Linked DNA regions of Mus musculus: regions 1 and 2 are each linked to region 3. The links are chromatin contacts, called in public Micro-C and promoter capture Hi-C maps. All regions are on one chromosome and are shown on one strand. The core of a region is the stretch at or near the end of the contact, and the rest is flanking DNA. Distances in the headings are between cores, read along the strand shown. Region 1 holds the start of Gba (glucosidase, beta, acid). Region 2 holds the start of Muc1 (mucin 1, transmembrane). Region 3 holds the start of Zbtb7b (zinc finger and BTB domain containing 7B).

The links. Hi-C and Micro-C count contacts between places; a contact is called where the count stands out from the background. Capture Hi-C pulls out chosen DNA fragments and counts their contacts.
Region 1: a promoter capture Hi-C map of pancreatic islet shows a contact between it and region 3. The contact joins the promoter of Gba here to the promoter of Zbtb7b in region 3. A contact is called at or near these places in 1 of 39 promoter capture datasets (erythroid cells), 2 of 484 Hi-C or Micro-C datasets (embryonic stem cells and muscle stem cells), 2 of 115 datasets of contacts at active chromatin or transcription factors (both in embryonic stem cells) and 3 of 9 other capture datasets (adipose tissue, liver and pancreatic islet).
Region 2: a contact with region 3 is called in a Micro-C map of embryonic stem cells, with 2.6 times the contacts expected there. The contact joins the promoter of Muc1 here to the promoter of Zbtb7b in region 3. A contact is called at or near these places in 2 of 39 promoter capture datasets (erythroid cells and neural stem cells), 4 of 484 Hi-C or Micro-C datasets (all in embryonic stem cells), 5 of 115 datasets of contacts at active chromatin or transcription factors (effector CD8 T cells and embryonic stem cells) and 3 of 9 other capture datasets (adipose tissue, liver and pancreatic islet).

The regions. Positions count from the first base shown.
Region 1 is chr3:89,201,495-89,204,194 of GRCm38.p6, reverse strand. Gba (glucosidase, beta, acid) reads right to left here and starts at 1,267. Exons shown (of 11, transcript NM_001077411.3): 1 at 1,109-1,267; 2 at 654-723; 3 at 19-210. The coding sequence starts at 708.
Region 2 is chr3:89,227,607-89,230,306 of GRCm38.p6, reverse strand. It overlaps Muc1 (mucin 1, transmembrane), which reads right to left and starts at 1,251. Exons shown (of 7, transcript NM_013605.2): 1 at 1,130-1,251; 2 at 1-396. The coding sequence starts at 1,187.
Region 3 is chr3:89,392,013-89,394,712 of GRCm38.p6, reverse strand. Zbtb7b (zinc finger and BTB domain containing 7B) reads left to right here and starts at 1,335. Exons shown (of 3, transcript NM_009565.5): 1 at 1,335-1,678. It overlaps Gm15417 (predicted gene 15417), which reads right to left. Exons shown (of 2, transcript NR_040403.1): 1 at 2,207-2,700.

The sequences.
Region 1 (2,700 bases), core at 18-2,517, 190 kb after region 3:
GACAGATAAAGTGGCTACCTGTGCCAGTGCGATTGGCCTGGATGGCCCCGACACTCAGCTCCATCCGACGTCCACGTCGAGTGCTCTCGTAACGGCTGAAGGTACCCAGAGCCGGTAAGGTCACGGGGTCAAGAGAGTCACAGTACGATGCATTACAGACACAGACCACTGAGCTGTAGCCAAAGCTTTTGGGGATGCAGGGTTGGGCACCTAGGAGGCAGGGCACAAGCAGAGGCAGGCATCAAAGCGGGTTTATGAGGGAGTGGGCATGCTAGGTACGAGACAGAACAACAATTAAAAAAAAAAAAATCCGGGCTGGTGAGATGGCTCAGTGGGTAAGAGCACCCGACTGCTCTTCCAAAGGTCTGGAGTTCAAATCCCAGTAACCACATGGTGGCTCACAACCATCTGTAACGAGATCTGACGCCCTCTTCTGGTGTGTCTGAAGACAGCTACAGTGTACTTACATATAATAAATAAATAAATATTTTTTTAAAAAAATCCTTCCACCATACTCCCAGCCCAAAGATGTCTCAGGCATTCTAAAAGAGTTACAGAGTCCCTACTGAAATTTCAGCACCATAATGGAAGGCTACCAGAGGACTTTGGGGGCAGGGGACACCTTCATGCCTCCATCTCCATCCTAGACTCACCATATGCCCAAGATACCGCCTGAAATAGGAAGAATCCGATGAGCCTGGCAGCCATGACACCAGCACACTTCTGAGAAGAAAATGTAGAGGAAAGATAATAGTGTAAGACTCTCTCTACCCTGCAACCACCCTCCTGGCCAGAGTTTAGCTGCCTGTGGATGCTCACAGCATAGGCTCCCACCTTTATTAGTGATTAGACAGTGCCCGTAGACCCTGGAGGCGTCCTGCATTCATTCACTCTGCTAGGGAGTTTGCTGCCCACTCCAAAGAAGACTCTCTTCACTCTTTTCCCCCATCGATTTCAACCTTCAGCCCTCCCTCCATCTGTGCCCTCAAAGAGCCATGATGCCCTGAATTTAAAAAAAAAAAAATTGAACTCACCGAATTCCATAATCTAGATAGGCAGAATTCCCGAAGCAAGATTGACAAGGCAAATTGTAGCCCTGCCCGCTTACCTCTCCAGAAGATCTTGGAAACTGGAGCTACTCAGGACCAGCGAATGAGAAGACTGTGGAAGTTTCTGTGCCTTGGAGGGATAGAAGACCTACCAAATAAAACACAGACAGATATCATAGCTCTTGGAACCGACTAGCACAGCAAGTTCCTTCCGGCTTAAAGGGGCGGACAGAGTCACATGATGACTAAGCCGGTCACGTGATGCAGGAAGTGAAGCAATCGAAGCCATATTTGTAATGGGCAGTTGGGCTCTTCTAGGTTAGTCATTCATTGCATACCCTGTGAATTTTGGGGAGGCCTAAAGGATGACACCTTTAGGAAGAGAATTCTAACAAGGATTGTATGGACAGCTGAGTAGAGGCTCCTAAATCCAAGACAGAGAGGACTTCTAGCCTGTGAGGGCCACTGTATTCACATGCACATACCGACACACAGATATACATAATTTAAAAATAAAATTTAAAAATAAAAACAAGGGGCTGGAGAGATAGCTCAGCGGTTAAGAGCACTGACTGCTCTTCCAGAGGTCCTGAGTTCAATTCCCAGCAACCACATGGTGGCTCACAACCATCTGTAATGGGATCTGACGCCTTCTTCTGGTGTCTGAAGACAGCTACAGGGTACTCGTCATATATATAAAAAATAAATAAATAAATATTTTAAAGAAAATATTTATTTATTTATTATATGTAAGCTGTCTTCAGACACTCCAGACCTCTGGAAGAGCAGTCACTGCTCTTAACCACTGAGCCATCTCTCCAACCCCAAATAAAATCTTTTAAAAAAATAAAAATAAATAAAAACAAAATTTAGAAACCCCACATACAGCCTGGAATTGGTGGCACATGCCTTTAAATCCAGCACTTGGGAGGAAAAGGCAGGCGGATCCCTGTGAGTTCAAGGCCAGCCTGGTCTATGGGGCAATTTCCAGGACAGCCAGTCCTGTTACACAGGGAAACCCTATCTCGAAAAACAACAACAAACCCCACATACACACAATCTTTATCCTAAAAAGACTAGTGAGACACATGAGTCAGACACTTACACGGAGTTACAGGCGAAGACAGACAGAAATGTTGAGAGGTATACTTGCAAGACTCCTTGAGAGGAAAGGGGACCCTTCCCAGAAGAACAGGCGGGGGGGGGGGGGGGGGGGAGTCACAGTAAGTGCAGGGAGTTGCTGTCGGGCTCTGGAGATCAGGACCAAGGGAGGGAGTGGTCCCCACTGGCCGTTTCTGGATTCTCTTGCTTTATCATCAGATGCTGGCTGGAAAGCTCTTCATCCTTCCTCCCAGGAAACTGGAAAATGCTGTCTGTCTTTGGTGGACACAAGAAGAGGGCTGTCGTCCGGGTTTCCTTGTGAGCCACAATAAAGTTGATTAATTGGCAGTGACACATGCAGCGTGATCTGACTAAGTCCAGGTCTCTGAGCCTGTTTCCACACTTGCCCAACATAGACACCAGCATAGTCTCACAGAACCATTACTAGCGTTAGCAAGAGAAGTCAAGGGAAGTCTGAGCCTGTTTCCACACTTGCCCAACATAGACACCAGCATAGTCTCACAGAACCATTACTAGCGTTAGCAAGAGA
Region 2 (2,700 bases), core at 2-2,501, 160 kb after region 3:
CTACTGGAGAGCTGGTGGAATCCACTGGAGCTGTGGTGGCCGGAGCTGAAGAGGTGCCACTGTGGACTACTGGAGAGCTGTTGGAGTCTTTTGAAAGGCTAGTGGCTGGGGAAGAGGTGTCACCATGGGCTACTGGAGAGCTGGCGGAGTTCACTGGAGCTGTGGTGGCTGGGGAGGAGGTGCCACTGAGGACTGCAGTACTGGTAGAGTCTTCAGGAGCTCTGGTGGCTGGAGAAGAGGTGCTACTCTGGACTGGAGAGCTGGTGGAGTCCCCTGGAGGTCTGGTGGCTGGGTCTGAGTTGCTGCTGTGGACTGGAGTGGTAGTCGATGCTAAGGAACTGCTGGTGTCCTGAGATGAGGTGACACTGTTTTCCTCACTTGGAAGGGCAAGAAAACCTGAACCAGAGTGGAAGATTAGGGGTAAACTGTTTTTATGCTCACAGCAGCGCAGCACTAATCAACAGAGTTGGACACTGGGTCGCTTTGGATAACATGTGTGATGTTTTAGTTCCGGCTAGAGCCAAAGTTGAAGAAAAAAAAAACAAAACAACAACAACAACAAAAAAAAAACCTACTGGGTTGATGAATAAAAATCAGAGCAAGAAGAAAAATATAAACTCTGAAAACAAAGTAACCGGGGAAGGAAGGGGGATCATGTTAGCATCAGGTAGCCCCTGGTTTGCCTTCATCCTGACAGCCTCCCTCCCTAAGCAGAGGTCTCACCTCTGCTTCTGGCTCATTTATTCCTCTACTTGAGACAAGTATTCATACTGTAGCCTAAGCTGGCCTTGAACTCTCTGTGAACCTGAGCGTCCAGGGTGTGGGAACTATAGACTGGAACCACTGCACACGGCCCCATTCTTCCACTCCGGAGCTACTTCTCCTGACACAGCCTCTCTTCTCTACTCCCCACAAAGAGTATTATTTGCCTACTATAGTGCCCACTCTCCTGAGGGGTCACCTCTTCTCAGCCTCCTTCCTTAGCCTCTTTTCCCCCCTGGCACATACTGGGCCATACCTGTATGGATGGCCATTTATGACTCTCATAATCTACCAGTAAGCAAACTCCACAGAAAGACTGGGAGTCCCACCTGAACAGCGCAGCCCCTCCCCACCTTGCGCCTCTCACCTTTTAGACTTGCTAGAAGTAGCAGCAGGAAGAAAGGAGCCCGAATGCCCGGGGTCATGGTGGTGGTGAACAGGCGGGAAGGGGCTAGAAAACAAACTCAAGGCTGGCGCTCCGTGTGTGAGGTGGAACAGGGCTGGTGCCTGCTGCTTTATACCAGTCCCCCTCCCGCCCTAGGCACAGTCAGAGCAGGTGACAGGTAACAAAACTCCGCCCCCTCCCCTATTCTTTTCCTCCTCCTCCCCCCCAGTCATTCCTGTGTAGGGTACTTGGGCTCCAATCACTCAACCTTATGACAACCTGTTTTTTCTCCATCTGGCCTCCCACTTTTACCAACCGCTCCTTGACTACCCCAGGTGTGTATGTGGAGGAAACCTGGGGCCCCCTGGCTCTGGTTTTAGTCCCAGAGTGACCGCCAAGAAGAGGAAAGGAAACACAGAAAGGCCCTGGACAGCAAGACATGGGAAGTCCATCCCTAGGTCCCCCGATCCCTTTTCCTATTCTCTCTGCGGGTCCTTGAACACCACTTCTCACAAGTTGAGAGGACATAAGGGGGCTGGATAATAGTGGACAGGTCGCTAGTTTTAGTCTCCCTCCCCGAACCCCCCCCCCCCCCGCCACTTCCCGGAACAGCCCCGCCCTTCTAGCCGTTCCCGGTACTCTGAAAACCACAATCCCCGCCCCTGCCAGACTTTCCAGTAGCCTGGGTCTCTCTTTGGCTTTCTCCCGAGAAAGGCGGTGGGGGAAATTTCCACTTAAAAAGGACTAAACTTGGGCTCCACTGAAGCCTAAGGTCCTTCCTACCCAACCCTCCACCTTGAGTGGCAGGTTGACCGGCCCTTCTATCCGGAAACGCCTGCCCTCTAGTGGTCACCGCGAGCGTCGCGCGGCGTACTCGCACCAGCCGATAGTTTGGCAGCACAGCCCAAGTTGAGACAGATTAACTTAAGGAAGTTAATTGTGCCTTGGCGAAAAGAATCAATGCCTCGGACAGATAGGAAAGAATGCACACTGTAGGGGAGAAGCAAGGGTCATTAATTGGGCTACTAGACTTCTGGGGATGGTGTTTGCGGGTAGGGTAAAAGTGGTTGGAGCCCCAAGGTATCTGGAAGGGGGGGCATCAAGTTGTGTGATGACATTGAATGGTGGGGGGTGGGGTGTAGGACGGGTTATGTCTAGGTAGCTAGATATTGAGGAGGAAGAGATTAAGTAGGTGGGCCGATCGTGGAACATGAGAACGTTGAGATGTATCTGGGAAAGGAATATTTGGGGCGAACAAGCACTCGAAACAAGGCAAACCCGTGTGTTTGTGTGTGTGTTTAGGGAGAAACGAAAGGTGTTCTGAAGGGCAGAAACAGTTGAATTTGGGGAGGGCTTTGGGTTCACAGTAGCGCGGACTGAGGATGCCAGGCCGGATCCCGCAAGCGGAGGTTGCGGAGTAAACCAGCAGGAGCAGTTACAACTGTAGTAGGCAAACAGTTCTTAGTCCCAACGAATACAAGACGGAAACTAATACTTTAAAAACATTTCGGAGGTGCAGGAACGGAGGCGTGGGTCCCACGCTCCCGCCGTGT
Region 3 (2,700 bases), core at 86-2,585:
AGGTTGAGCTGGTGTCCTGCGGAGCCACCTGCTGGAAAGGGAAGGAGGCCCCCTGCGGAGGGAGCTGGGAAAGAGAACAAGTCCGACCCGGTTCCGCCTGGCCTGCTGCTGCGAAGCCGAACCTGGTCCTAGAGAGCGGGATTTGACTCCGTTTGAAACGAGTAGGAGGGGCCCTTTTGGGGTCTATAGCATCGCCAGCCCAGTTGTAAGCGTCCCTCAGAGACTACCATTCTTTGGGTCGGGCACTTAAATACGAATACCGGTTTTTCCCAAACCCACTTAAGCAAACATCCTAAACCACCCAGGTCTCTATCGTCACCTCGGGGTCTGAGTGAATCTGCGCCAAGATCCCTCCACTGTAGGGTCTCAGTTTCTCCACTAAAAGTACCGGCTGGTTGAAGGCAAAGCGTCGGGGCCCCAGAGGGAGCGCACCTCCCCCTTCCCCTTCCCAGACTCAGTCCCTCCCCTTTGAAAATGCCAAGGCAGCAACGGGCACTGGCTAGAGCGCAAAGGCTCCTTGCCCCGGGCACTGTTCCCTCCCCGCGGGGCGCCGTCACGCGTGGGGAGGGACACAGAGTGCCCACAGACTCGACTCCCCCGCTCCCTCGGAGGGGGATGGGCCAAGAGGCTGAAGCTCAATGTCTAGAGGTTCTCTCTCTTCCTGGGGCTCTGACCTGGTTAAAGCCCCTCGGCAGGACCCCACTCTTTCTAAATTTTAGGTCTTCATCCCCAGCAGCGTATCCGTAACCTCTCATACCATTCCCTCCCCAGGTGGTGACCCTACAGAAGCCCCTCTTGAAAGAGAGGAAGTCCCTGAGGGGGCTGCTCCATTCCCTGGCCACTGCGGACACTGTCTTCGGCCTCCCTCCCCTTCTGGTTTCTGGCCAGCCCAGGCTCCACCCCCTCCCTGGATGAACCCTAGGCGCGTCCCACATGGGATAGGCGGGTGTTCAGGCCAATGGATGGGCAGGGCGGTGGCGTGCAAGGGGTGGAGCTGGGCAGCAGCAGAGGGCTGGACGGGGGTCGGAGGCGGAGCTCCAGTTAAGGTGGACCGGAGGAGATAGTGGTAGAAAGCAGAGAGGGAGAGGGATCGCGGCAGGTGAAGGGAGTTTGAAGGAAAGAAGGGAAAGGAAAAGGGTGGGAAAGGCTCAGGGAGCGAAGCAAAATCTCGGAGAAAAGGGACGAAAAGGAGGGAGGGACCCATATGCTCCCTGCTGGAACTAGCTGTTGGAAGAGGTGGAAGTTTATGTCCTTATTGGGCGGAGGGAGGGGGTGCCTGGGGGGGGCGGATGAAAAACCAGGAAGTGACAGAGGGTGTTGCTAAGGGTGGGGGGGGAGTTTGGGGGTGGCAGGGGCGGGGGGAGGGAGGGGAGGGATGGGGGGAAAGCAAGAGAGAGGACAGGTGAGACAGCAGGACAGGTGAGGCGGGCCTTGGGGGGGGGGGCGAGTGGAAGCCAGGTGAATGTACGGCTCTCCGCGGCCAAGGGGGGGGCGGGCAACAGGAGGAGGCAAAGGGTGGCGGAGGAGGAGCCCCCCAGCAACGAGCAGCGAGCCACTGACCGCGGCCTTCTGACCAGGACCGGAGCAGAGCCCCAAGCCCCCCAGCCTGGCGGGGGACGCGCTTCTTCCTACACCCTGTGCCTCTGCAGCTCCAGCGAACGGACCCAACGGCTGAAAGGTAAGTGAACCCCACTTTTTGTCCCTTGGCTCGGGATACACTAAACTCGAGCCTACTGCAGTGTCCTTCGTGCGTCCTGTGAGACCCCTGTACACACACGTACACACACACACACCAGATTTCAACCAGTCGCATTCCCTGTAGCTTTCCTGGGTCTTTGGAATTGGTTTTAACTTGGAGGAAAGGTAGAGAACTATGGACTATTGGCCTCCCCCCAACTCTGAGCGGAGGGTCTCCAGAAACTTTCTTTGCACTTCTAATATCATACAGACTGTGAGCTACGGGATGGAGAGGGGGTGAGCTGCACTGAACTTACCCCTACCCCCAGTCGCTTTTGTGACTTTAGGGGGAGACCCCAGACCCGACCGAATGGAGGGAATGGAAACCCTGACGGACTATAACTAGGACAACGCGTGTCCCCACCCACCCACCCAGCTCCGCGCCCCCCTGGCACGGTGGGCTGGACCCAGGCCAGTGGCACGGGGGGTGGGGGGCAGCGGGAGGAACCGCGGCTTGGGGGAAAGTTACCGGCTGGACTATTCGGTTTCTTGCGCTTCCAGAGCCGCGTCGTCTCTCCAGCGGTAGTGCGGCTCAGCAGGACGACCCCTCTGCCCCTCCCGCTCCGCAATCACATTCCGGTCTCTCAAGCCTCAGGCCCACCGCCACCTTTTCAAAGTCAGCTTTTGCTCTCACAACTCCAGTGCGAGGGTGGGTGATAAGAACTCGACCTACCAGCGGTCTTGCCGCCGGCGCCGGCGCACCTGCCCTGAGCAGAGTGGGGGTCGCTGTGTGGTAGAAACCTAGTGCGCACCGCTGGCCGAGGTTGGCCATTCAGAGGGGTGGGGGGCGCTGCTTTCCATTTCCAGCTTTCTCTCCCCTCCTCCCACCCCACCCAAGTAAGAGAGCGACGTGTCCTGGCCAGAGCGGGGGGGGCGGGAGTGGGGGGGCAGCGTGGGCAGCGGGTTGTGCCCGGACACGTGCCTGCCCAGGCGCCCCGGCCCTGCTAGTGTTTGGAGAGAGGG